Linked DNA regions of Rattus norvegicus: region 2 is linked to region 1. A link is a contact called in public Hi-C data. All regions are on one chromosome and are shown on one strand. Each heading gives the region's core, a stretch centred on a gene start, on an enhancer-like site or on the middle of the called end of the contact. The rest is flanking DNA. Distances are from core to core; before and after follow the strand shown.

Evidence for each region. A called contact is a pair of places that touch in the nucleus more often than the background predicts.
Region 2: a contact with region 1 is called in a Hi-C map of liver, with 3 times the contacts expected there. The contact joins two enhancer-like sites. A contact is called at or near these places in 3 of 12 Hi-C or Micro-C datasets (hepatocytes and liver).

Annotation. Positions count from the first base shown.
Region 1 is chr18:60,110,708-60,115,097 of GRCr8, forward strand. All of the region lies in intron 1 of Onecut2 (one cut homeobox 2), which reads left to right. Among named protein-coding and RNA genes, the nearest start is that of Onecut2, 11 kb to the left of the region's middle. Within about 2 kb of position 1,769, at least 3 of the 93 cell types and tissues checked have an H3K27ac peak or open chromatin away from gene starts, as enhancers often do. A contact at or near this core is called in liver, where this site is marked.
Region 2 is chr18:60,254,027-60,258,416 of GRCr8, forward strand. No RefSeq gene overlaps it. Among named protein-coding and RNA genes, the nearest start is that of Fech, 7.7 kb to the left of the region's middle. Within about 2 kb of position 1,990, at least 2 of the 93 cell types and tissues checked have an H3K27ac peak or open chromatin away from gene starts, as enhancers often do. A contact at or near this core is called in liver, where this site is marked.

The DNA of each region.
Region 1 (4,390 bases), core at 519-3,018:
AGAAGCTATATTGACTGCCTCGCCAGCTCCCAGAACATGAGCTTTATGCTGCCTGACATTCTTAAAGGAACCTGTCTGCCTTGCATTTTACTCCCCTTGTTGGAGAGGTCACGGGCAGTGGAGTCTGGATGTATATTAAGCCAGTTCTTGCTTGGTGGCTATTACCAGCAATTTCCCATTCTACCCTAGAGCATCTCCCTGGAGCAGCTTGGTCTCCCCACCTCCTAGGGTAAGGCTTTGGGCTTTGCCCAAGCTGAGTCTGTTAGGGAATCAGTTGTAAACACAGATCCATTGATTTGCATTTGTCAGAGAGTAAAGTTAAACCAGGGAAAAGAGAAGCCCTTACCCTTTTATGCAGGGCCAGGGAAACCTTTCATATTGATCCTATTGATCCAACCTTTCCCTTTAAGGAAACCACATAGTTAAAGACCCTCGTTCAATAGATTTACCCTTCGTGCCTATGATATTCCTCTAAGTGTTCTCATCTAGGGTAGCTGGACATTCCAAGCCAAACAAAAAATGAAAATGGGGGCTGAAGGCGGGGGGGGGGGGCAGGAGGCGGAACTGTGGGAAGTGAAATTAAATCAGACCAAAACATATAGTGACACAGCTGGGCATGTTTTGATCACTCTGAAATGACACGCAGAGATAAAGATAAATTAGATGCATTTAGCAACTCCCCTCCTTTTTTTTTCCCCCTCACAAATGAAAGTCAGTTTCTAAGGCGAAGACCAGCAGTGTCTTAGGAACAGCATTTCCTAATGTAAGGGGATTTCCATCGAACCACTAACTTGGCTCATTTAAACGGTTCGTGTAAAAGCACTATTTCTGCCACAATCAAGAATAGAATTGGTACCTACCATTGCAATATTTTGGACTCCATATGTGATCGTGGACACCAAAACTGCTTAAGAAGGGACTTAGAGTCATGGTGATGGAAGCCACAGAAGCCAGTTTAGGTATGAAGAACAGGGTTTCTCATAGAGCACTGTAGACGAAGTGAGAGTTGCCGCCTGTGGTCTAGCATTTCTCTCGCTTGCAGATATGAAAACGAAAGTCCCTTCGTCCCTTGAATTACTGGCACAGCTCCATCCTTTCTTTTCCAGCCCTTCTTTGTTCCGTAAGTTACATCAATTCATGATTTTTTTTTCAAAATGGCACATGGACCCTTCTCCATTGGCTATCTCTTAGATTGTTTTTGTACACTCATGTTTGTCTTACATGATTGAAAAATATTAATGATTCCTTAGGTGAGTTAATGTATTTATCTGCCGAGTGGGTTCAAAGGGCAGAGTTCAGCTATGGTTCAGGTTAATTGAACAGGAAGCAGTGGGCTCTCTAGGTTGTGTTGAACAAGGGATTAGCCCCTTAAAAATATCACCTTTAGCAAACACACAATTTCACTGCCCTTATTCTGGAGTCTGATGTAAGAGGCTCCAATTGATGCAGATTGCCTGTTAAAAAACAAAAACAATCCAAAGCAAAGGGCAGCAACTGCAGCAAAATGCCCAGAGTCCCCCTCCGGGAAGAAGAGTTTTCTCATTGGCTAATTGCTTTATTGGTAGCCTGACCTGCAGAGCAGCTGCAGGGGCCCAGATGAAGGCATGGGCCTTGGAATAATGTGATCCATTAGAACAGGGCAAGGCATTTTTTTTTTTTGTTTACTCAATTGGAGCTCCCTGCAAAGTGCCATTAACCCCAACCCAAATGTGTGTGCAAAAGCCAAAGGTCACGCTAGTCATCTGCTGGTGGAGCCAGCCTCTGCCCCTTGTCCAAGGGAGGGGGCATCTTGCTGGCACTGCCTTCCTTGGAGTTTGGCCCAGTCTCTTGGGCCTCTCCAAGGTTTTGACCAAAGCAAGCAGTTTCACCAATTGTTTACATTTCCCAACTGCTGAATCACAGTATTGCTGATTAAACAGTTTTGATCTGAGCATGAGCGCATGCGTGCTCACTAACACACACACACACACACACACACACACACACACACTCCCCCCACTAACCCTCCCTAGTCTATTTTTGTTCCCTCTATTACTATGCGTTACAGTAAATAGAACTGTGCACACAGCGCTTTGATCATAAACAATGGATGCATTACTTGGATCAAGCAGAAGGTACGGACTAGAGTAGGAGCAGAGTCAAGGCTTGCTACAGAGACGCTGGTAACTGCAGTTGCACCTGCTGAGAGTCTTGATCTGTGATCAGCTCCACCTCACCCAAGGCCCCTTCCTTCACTTCCTGTCTCATGCTGATGCTTCATTCCCTATCTTTCGCATTGCTGCCCGCTGCTAACACTACCGTCTTAGATATATATCATAGGAGGCCTTCCCATGCTCCTTTGAAAATCAAGCCTCTGTTTCATTGTCAAGGAGAAACCAGCCAATAGTTCTACTGTGAGTGAGGTCTTGAACCACAGAGCAATTGAGGTAACAACATCCTGCTCAGTTGGGTGGTGTTGGGTGGAAGGGCAGAGAAAACAAGAAATGTGTGTGGGACCAAAGAGGAGTGGCCATCTGTGGAAGAAGAATGGCATAGCTGATGGTGCCAGAGAAGACTATGATTGATAAGCTGATCCACGGAGGTAAAATATTGTAAAGGAGACTAGAGAGAAGGAGATATGGTGAGGGTGAGGAAGAGAAAAACAAAGACCTGAGTCAGTGAAGTAGACTTGAAGGCTAAGGGTGGGGCTGACTGTGGTTTTATGGGGTGTAGCTGTTTTTGACATCATCTCCCCCCTGTCTGCCCAGCCAGGAGCCTCGCCCACAACCCCCAGCCTAGTGCTTGTGGGTGGGTTGTAGCCTGCACGCTTAAAGAGTTTCAGCACCTTGAACAGCGCCACGGAGCAGCCCTCCAGCTGCGGTGCCTGGCTGTAGGACCCTCTGCCTAGATCAGGGAGATAGATGTCTGAGTAGGGACATAACTCCAGTCCTGAAGATTTCTGTGCCCAGAGAGGTGCCGGGGGATAGCGCCTCAGATTTTCCTCTCACATTGGATGGTTTCTTGGAAAAACAAATAAGATAACCCACCTTTCCTCCCAAGGGGGAAGAGCAGGATGTCTGTGCAAGAAGGCAGGGTGGAATTGTCCAGATGTGGCTTCTTTCTCCCTGTCGCGTTCAAAGGAAGTGATTGACACTCTCAACACGTGTTTTAAGACCCGGACTCTCTTCTAAGCTTTGTGCCTGGTGGCCCCTTTCCCCCGGAATGTATGCAAATGAGGGCTTCTGCTCTCCAACTGTGTGCTGCTGGCTTTTGAAAGCACAAGCCTCACAGTAGTAAGCAGAATTCCCACACTAAATCAGCAGCAGTGTTTCAGAGAGACCCCATTATAAGACATATGAACTTCACTGGGGGTTCAGTCTTAGCAGGACCCAGGGCTTCCCCTTCCACTGGTGCTCTTACTAGGATATTCATTGCTACCTATGAGGTCAGAGTCCAGTGTCAGTCCATGTATAGTCTTTAGTTAGTGGCTTAGTCCCTGGAAGCTCTGGTTGCTTGGCATTGTTGTACATATGGGGTCTCGAGCCCCTTCAAGCTCTTCCAGTTCTTTCTCTGATTCCTTCAACGGGGGTTCTATTCTCAGTTCAGTGGTTTGCTGCTGGTATTCGCCTCTGTATTTGCTGTATTCTGGCTGTGTCTCTCAGGAGCGATCTACATCCGGCTCCTGTCGGTTTGCACTTCTTTGCTTCATCCATCTTGTCTAATTGGGTGACTGTATATGTATGGGCCACATGTGGGGCAGGCTCTGAATGGGTGTTCCTTCAGTCTCTGTTTTAATCTTTGCCTCTCTCTTCCCTGCCAAGGGTATTCTTGTTCCCCTTTTAAAGAAGGAGTGAAGCATTCACGTTTTGATCATCCATCTTGAGTTTCATTTGTTCTAGGCATCTAGGGTAATTCAAGCATTTGGGCTAATAGCCACTTATCAATGAGTGCATACCATGTATGTCTTTCTGTGATTGGGTTAGCTCACTCAGGATGATGTTTTCCAGTTCCAACCATTTGCCTACGAATTTCATAAAGTCGTTGTTTTTGATAGCTGAGTAATATTCCATTGTGTAGATGTACCACATTTTCTGTATCCATTCCTCTGTTGAAGGGCATCTGGGTTCTTTCCAGCTTCTGGCTATTATAAATAAGGCTGCAAGTGGGGGGAGGGCGGCAATGGGGTGAGGGTTGGGAGGGGAACACCCATAAGGAAGGGGAGGGGGGAGGGGGATGTTTGCCCGGATACCGGGAAAGGGAATAACACTCGAAATGTATATAAGAAATACTCAAGTTAATAATAATAAAAAAAAAGGAAAAAAAGACATATGAACTTAAAGTCCAAGTTTAGCTGCTCAGTGGTCACTGGTGATGGGGCTGTGTTTAAGGAGATATTTAGTTCAAGTTGCTC
Region 2 (4,390 bases), core at 740-3,239, 140 kb after region 1:
CTGGGATTAAAGGCATGGGCCGCTATGCCCAGCACGAACTGTGTTTCTGAAGCCAGGAATGATGATATGTGCCTACCATTCCAGTGCTTAAATGGTGGAGGAAGGGAGGGCTAATGAGTCCAACCTAAGGATTAGGACATCAACTTCTTTTAGAGGACACAAGGGACCGGAGAGGTCACACAAGGCCTGAGCAGAGGTGAGGTGAAACTAAGTTTCTTTCTTTTTTTTTTTTTTTTTTTGGTTCTTTTTTTCGGAGCGAACCCAGGGCCTTATGCTTCCTAGGCAAGCGCTCTACCACTGAGCTAAATCCCCAGCCCCGAAACTAAGTTTCTTGATGTAGTAGGATTTGGCAGATGACAAAGAATCTTTGACATGGCCCTCCGATTGCTGTCCCTGCAGTACTGTGATGCACACTTGAGTTTCTCAAGGCCCAGAAGCATGGGGCTGGGAGAGATGGCTCAGTGGTTAAGAGCACTGACTGCTCTTCCAGAGGTCCTGAGTTCAAATCCCAGCAACCACATGGTGGCTCACGACCATCTGTAATGAGATCTGAGGCCCTCTACTGGTGTGTCTGAAGACAGCTAAAGTGTACTCATATATGATAAATAAATAAATTTTTAAAAAAAGGTTCAGAAGCATGGACAGAATGGGAGCGCAACTGGACTAACATTAAGACACACACATATGCCTGAGCTCATATTTGTAAGACTGCTTTTGTCCCAACTTCCAGGATGATAAAAGTGTCCCCAGTGTCTGTCCAGCAATCCTGAGGTGTCCTGACTCTCAAAAAGTCTGACATTATCTTTTTGGCTCTACTGTCTTACTCTTTTAAAGTGTGTAGATCTGTGTAAATTTAAGGTGTAAAATTCCATTTTTAATTCCCTTCAGAAACCGTGCACACCACAAGCTTCTTTTGCTATGGACTAGAGAGCCAGCCTTCTGGTTTCCCTACAGAAGAGCCAGGTCTCTTGAGTCCCCTTTGCTCTAGCTCCATCACTCAGCTTTCACGTGGATATTTATCCTGGAGGTGGTTATACTCAGAGCAGTACTTATGCGTACACTGTTCTGTATTAATGCTCTGCTCAAAGTCCCTCAGCACCTTGGCTGGGCTCAATTCGCGACTCTAACTGTGAAGGTTTGTATGTACTTGGCCCAGGGAGTGGCACTTAATAGTAAGGGAAGTGGCCTTGGGGTAGTTGTGACCTTGCTGGAATAGGTGTGTCACTATGGGCATGGGCTTAAGACCCTCATTCTAGCTGCCTGGAAGCCAGTCTTCCCCCAGCATCCTTCAGCTGAAGACATAGAACTCTCAGCTTCTCCTGCACCATGCCTGCCTGGACACTGCCATGTTCCTGCCTTGACGATAATGGACTGAACCTCTGAACCTGTAAGCCAGCCCCAATTAAATGTTGTCTTTCTAAGAGTTGCCTTGGTCATGGTTTCTGTTCACAGCAGTAAAGCCCTAACTAAGACACAAACCTAACAGCTCTGGCTTTGATGCTATCTCCACCCCCTCCCTCCAGTTCTGATTCCGGGAGCTGTTCTGTTCACATTCAACTGAGACAGAAAGCATTACATTTATCCAATGAATGTGTTTACAGTAGGGGGGGAGCAAAGGGGTGCACAGAAGTTGAATTTACTTTGGTCGGGATCAGAAGGGCAAAGGAATGCTCACCAAAGTGGGATTGGAATTTACAAGACAAACTGTTGGCACTGTGGCACTTCCGAGACTGAGGCAGAGGGATTGCCTTAAGTAGTGATGTCTCAAAACAGAAACGGCAGACGTGATTTTTACAAGGGAAAACTGGAACACGCTGAGCCCGAGGAGACATTGGGACAGGAAGGAAACACAAGGGAAAGGGGAGAGCTGTCTCGTGTAAGGCTTCCTCTGTGATCTTCTCCGAGAAAACACCCGTCTCCATGAGTGCACAGCCCTTGGCAGTCCTTTAAAGGCTGTACAAAACTAACAGTCCAAGGTCCATTTAGTCCACACACCTCCCCCATTCTAAAACCTTTACTCCAAGCAAAGGTAACAAAGATGGTCCCCAGACTTACCAGGTATTAGGACCTGCGACTACACAAAATCCAACATCCCATTCTAACTACTGGAGAGAGACAGCATTCAGCAGTCACCGGTCACGACCTCATCTAAGCCTGAGCTAAGGATGTCCTTATATCACCTCTCCTTGCCTAAGGATGAACGGGGCTTGAGTGGCATGGACTAGAGGAAGTCTTCGGACTCAGGTTCACTGGCTTACCCAATGAGTCCATTTCCTTCCCAAGTCAACAGATGTGGGCTCCTAACGGCGGCAGCTGTAAAGGAAGTTAGCCCACATTTAGCCACAAGGATAAAAGAAGTACTGACTTTTTAAAAGAGGGTTTCCAATAAGTGCTTAGACCCTGTCAATTATTGACTCCATTCACCAAAACCATGTCTGAAAGATGATTCTACCCTATTCTACAGGTGAGGAAAACACATTTCCAGAGGGCCCCTGAGGCCAGTTAGTCTGGGACAGGGCTGGTATTTGCAACCGGGTGTGGCTTGTTCCCACGGTGAAAAGGTGGTTCCATTCTTTCTGAACACAATTCAAAAAAAAAATTTTTTTTTACCACAGACAGGGCCCAGAGAGCCCTTGTGGAGTTTGCCACCAGTGTCTTGAGTTTATTAGAGCTGCTGGCCATAGCTGAGAGCCTGTGACTTGACACATGGCTGAACTGGGATGCCCCGAGGAAATTCAACAATCAAGTCCAAGGATAATGCCTCTCAGATTCCCAACACCCACTTATACACCACATCCAGCCTCTCCACAGTTTATGTTTGTTTGTGTGTGTTTTTCACTGCTTGCCAACCTGTCTTTCCCAACGCCTAATGACTATGTATCCTTCCCTTTGTACTTTCTTCCTTTTGACTTGTGCTCAAATGTGGAGTAACGACCTCTGGGCCAGAGGGGGCTTGGACACACAGTTAGCTTCCCTTCGGCCCAAACCCCACTGAAATCTCCACAGAGGTCTTAGAATGATGTTGGTGGATGCTCTGTGTCTCCAAGAACTAGAGGGAGAACAAAAGACTGAGAGGGAAAGATTACTACAGCAACAGATTTTTAGAAGCTAGAGGGCAGATGAATCAATATTTCATGGTTCAGCCACCCGGAGAAAAACTGAATTGTAAGCTGGCCATTCTAAAATAAGAACCATTTAAATTTAACCAAGAGGACCCCTAGTGACTGGGCTTGGTGGTAGCAGGCTTTGGAAAGGGGAGATGAGGGAAACATGGTGTAATGAGATGGATTGAAAGTTTGTCAAAACAGCTGTCAGATGCCCTGGTTCCCACTCTGCAGTGGGGCACAGCTCTCCTCCCTAACTGAAGAGCACATTCCCCAGTAAGCTGGAGTTCTAGGTAAAGGCAGGTAGACAGCCCAGGAGACTTTTACCGGAAGAATGTAACAGAGAGATTATTACCCAGCATGTCTGAAGTAGCATACCTGACACTACTAATGGTTAGGAAAACGAGACGGCACAGAAGGAAAAGCAATTCCAATTTACCACGTCTCCAAAAGAAATGACAACTGAAGGAAGCTGGAAAGACAGGGATGTAAGCATGAACGGTGCAGATGGGAAAGGTGTGGTTCTTGTCTTCCACAAGACAGACGGCTTTGATGATGAAGCATCATGGAGAAAATGCATGTGCTTCTGCAGCATGGAGCTCACTGTTAAATGAAGCTAAACGCTGACAAATCCCTGTCTCTAAGCTGACATGCTACCATTAGGTCCAAGCTGAGTATTCACCCAGTGTTCACACTCAGGACGTCTTCTAATTCTGATCAAGCTGATGTCTGGCTAACAGGACAAGAGTGAACACACTTTGAGGACTAGTCACTACTGTGAATGCTTTCCAGATGCTATGAATTACAGTACCTGACGCTCATGCCACCTTTATTCCTAGGGGTCAAAGACACACACAATGCTAAGACAGTTTAAATAACTCACCCTTTCCCTAGCACCCCCATTTTGTAGTGGTGTAAATATGCTTGGCCCATAGGAAGTGGCACTAGTAGGTGCCATTGGAAGAAGTGCATCACTGTGAGGGTGGGCTTTGAAGCTCCGCCCAGTGTGGAAGAATCAGTCTTCTAGCTGCCTTCAGATCAAGATGTAGACCTCTCAGCTCCAACTCCAGCACCATGTCTGTCTGGACACTGCCATGCTTCCCACCATGGTGATAATACACTGAACCTTTGAACCTGGAAGCCAGCTCCAATGAAATGTTGTCCCTTCTAAGAGTTGCCTTGGTCACGGTGTCTCTTCATGGCCTCGGAAACCCTAAGACACATTTCAACTAGAAATGAGCAGAAATATTGAGGACCTAAGTATTATACCGAGAGTCTTAAGGTTC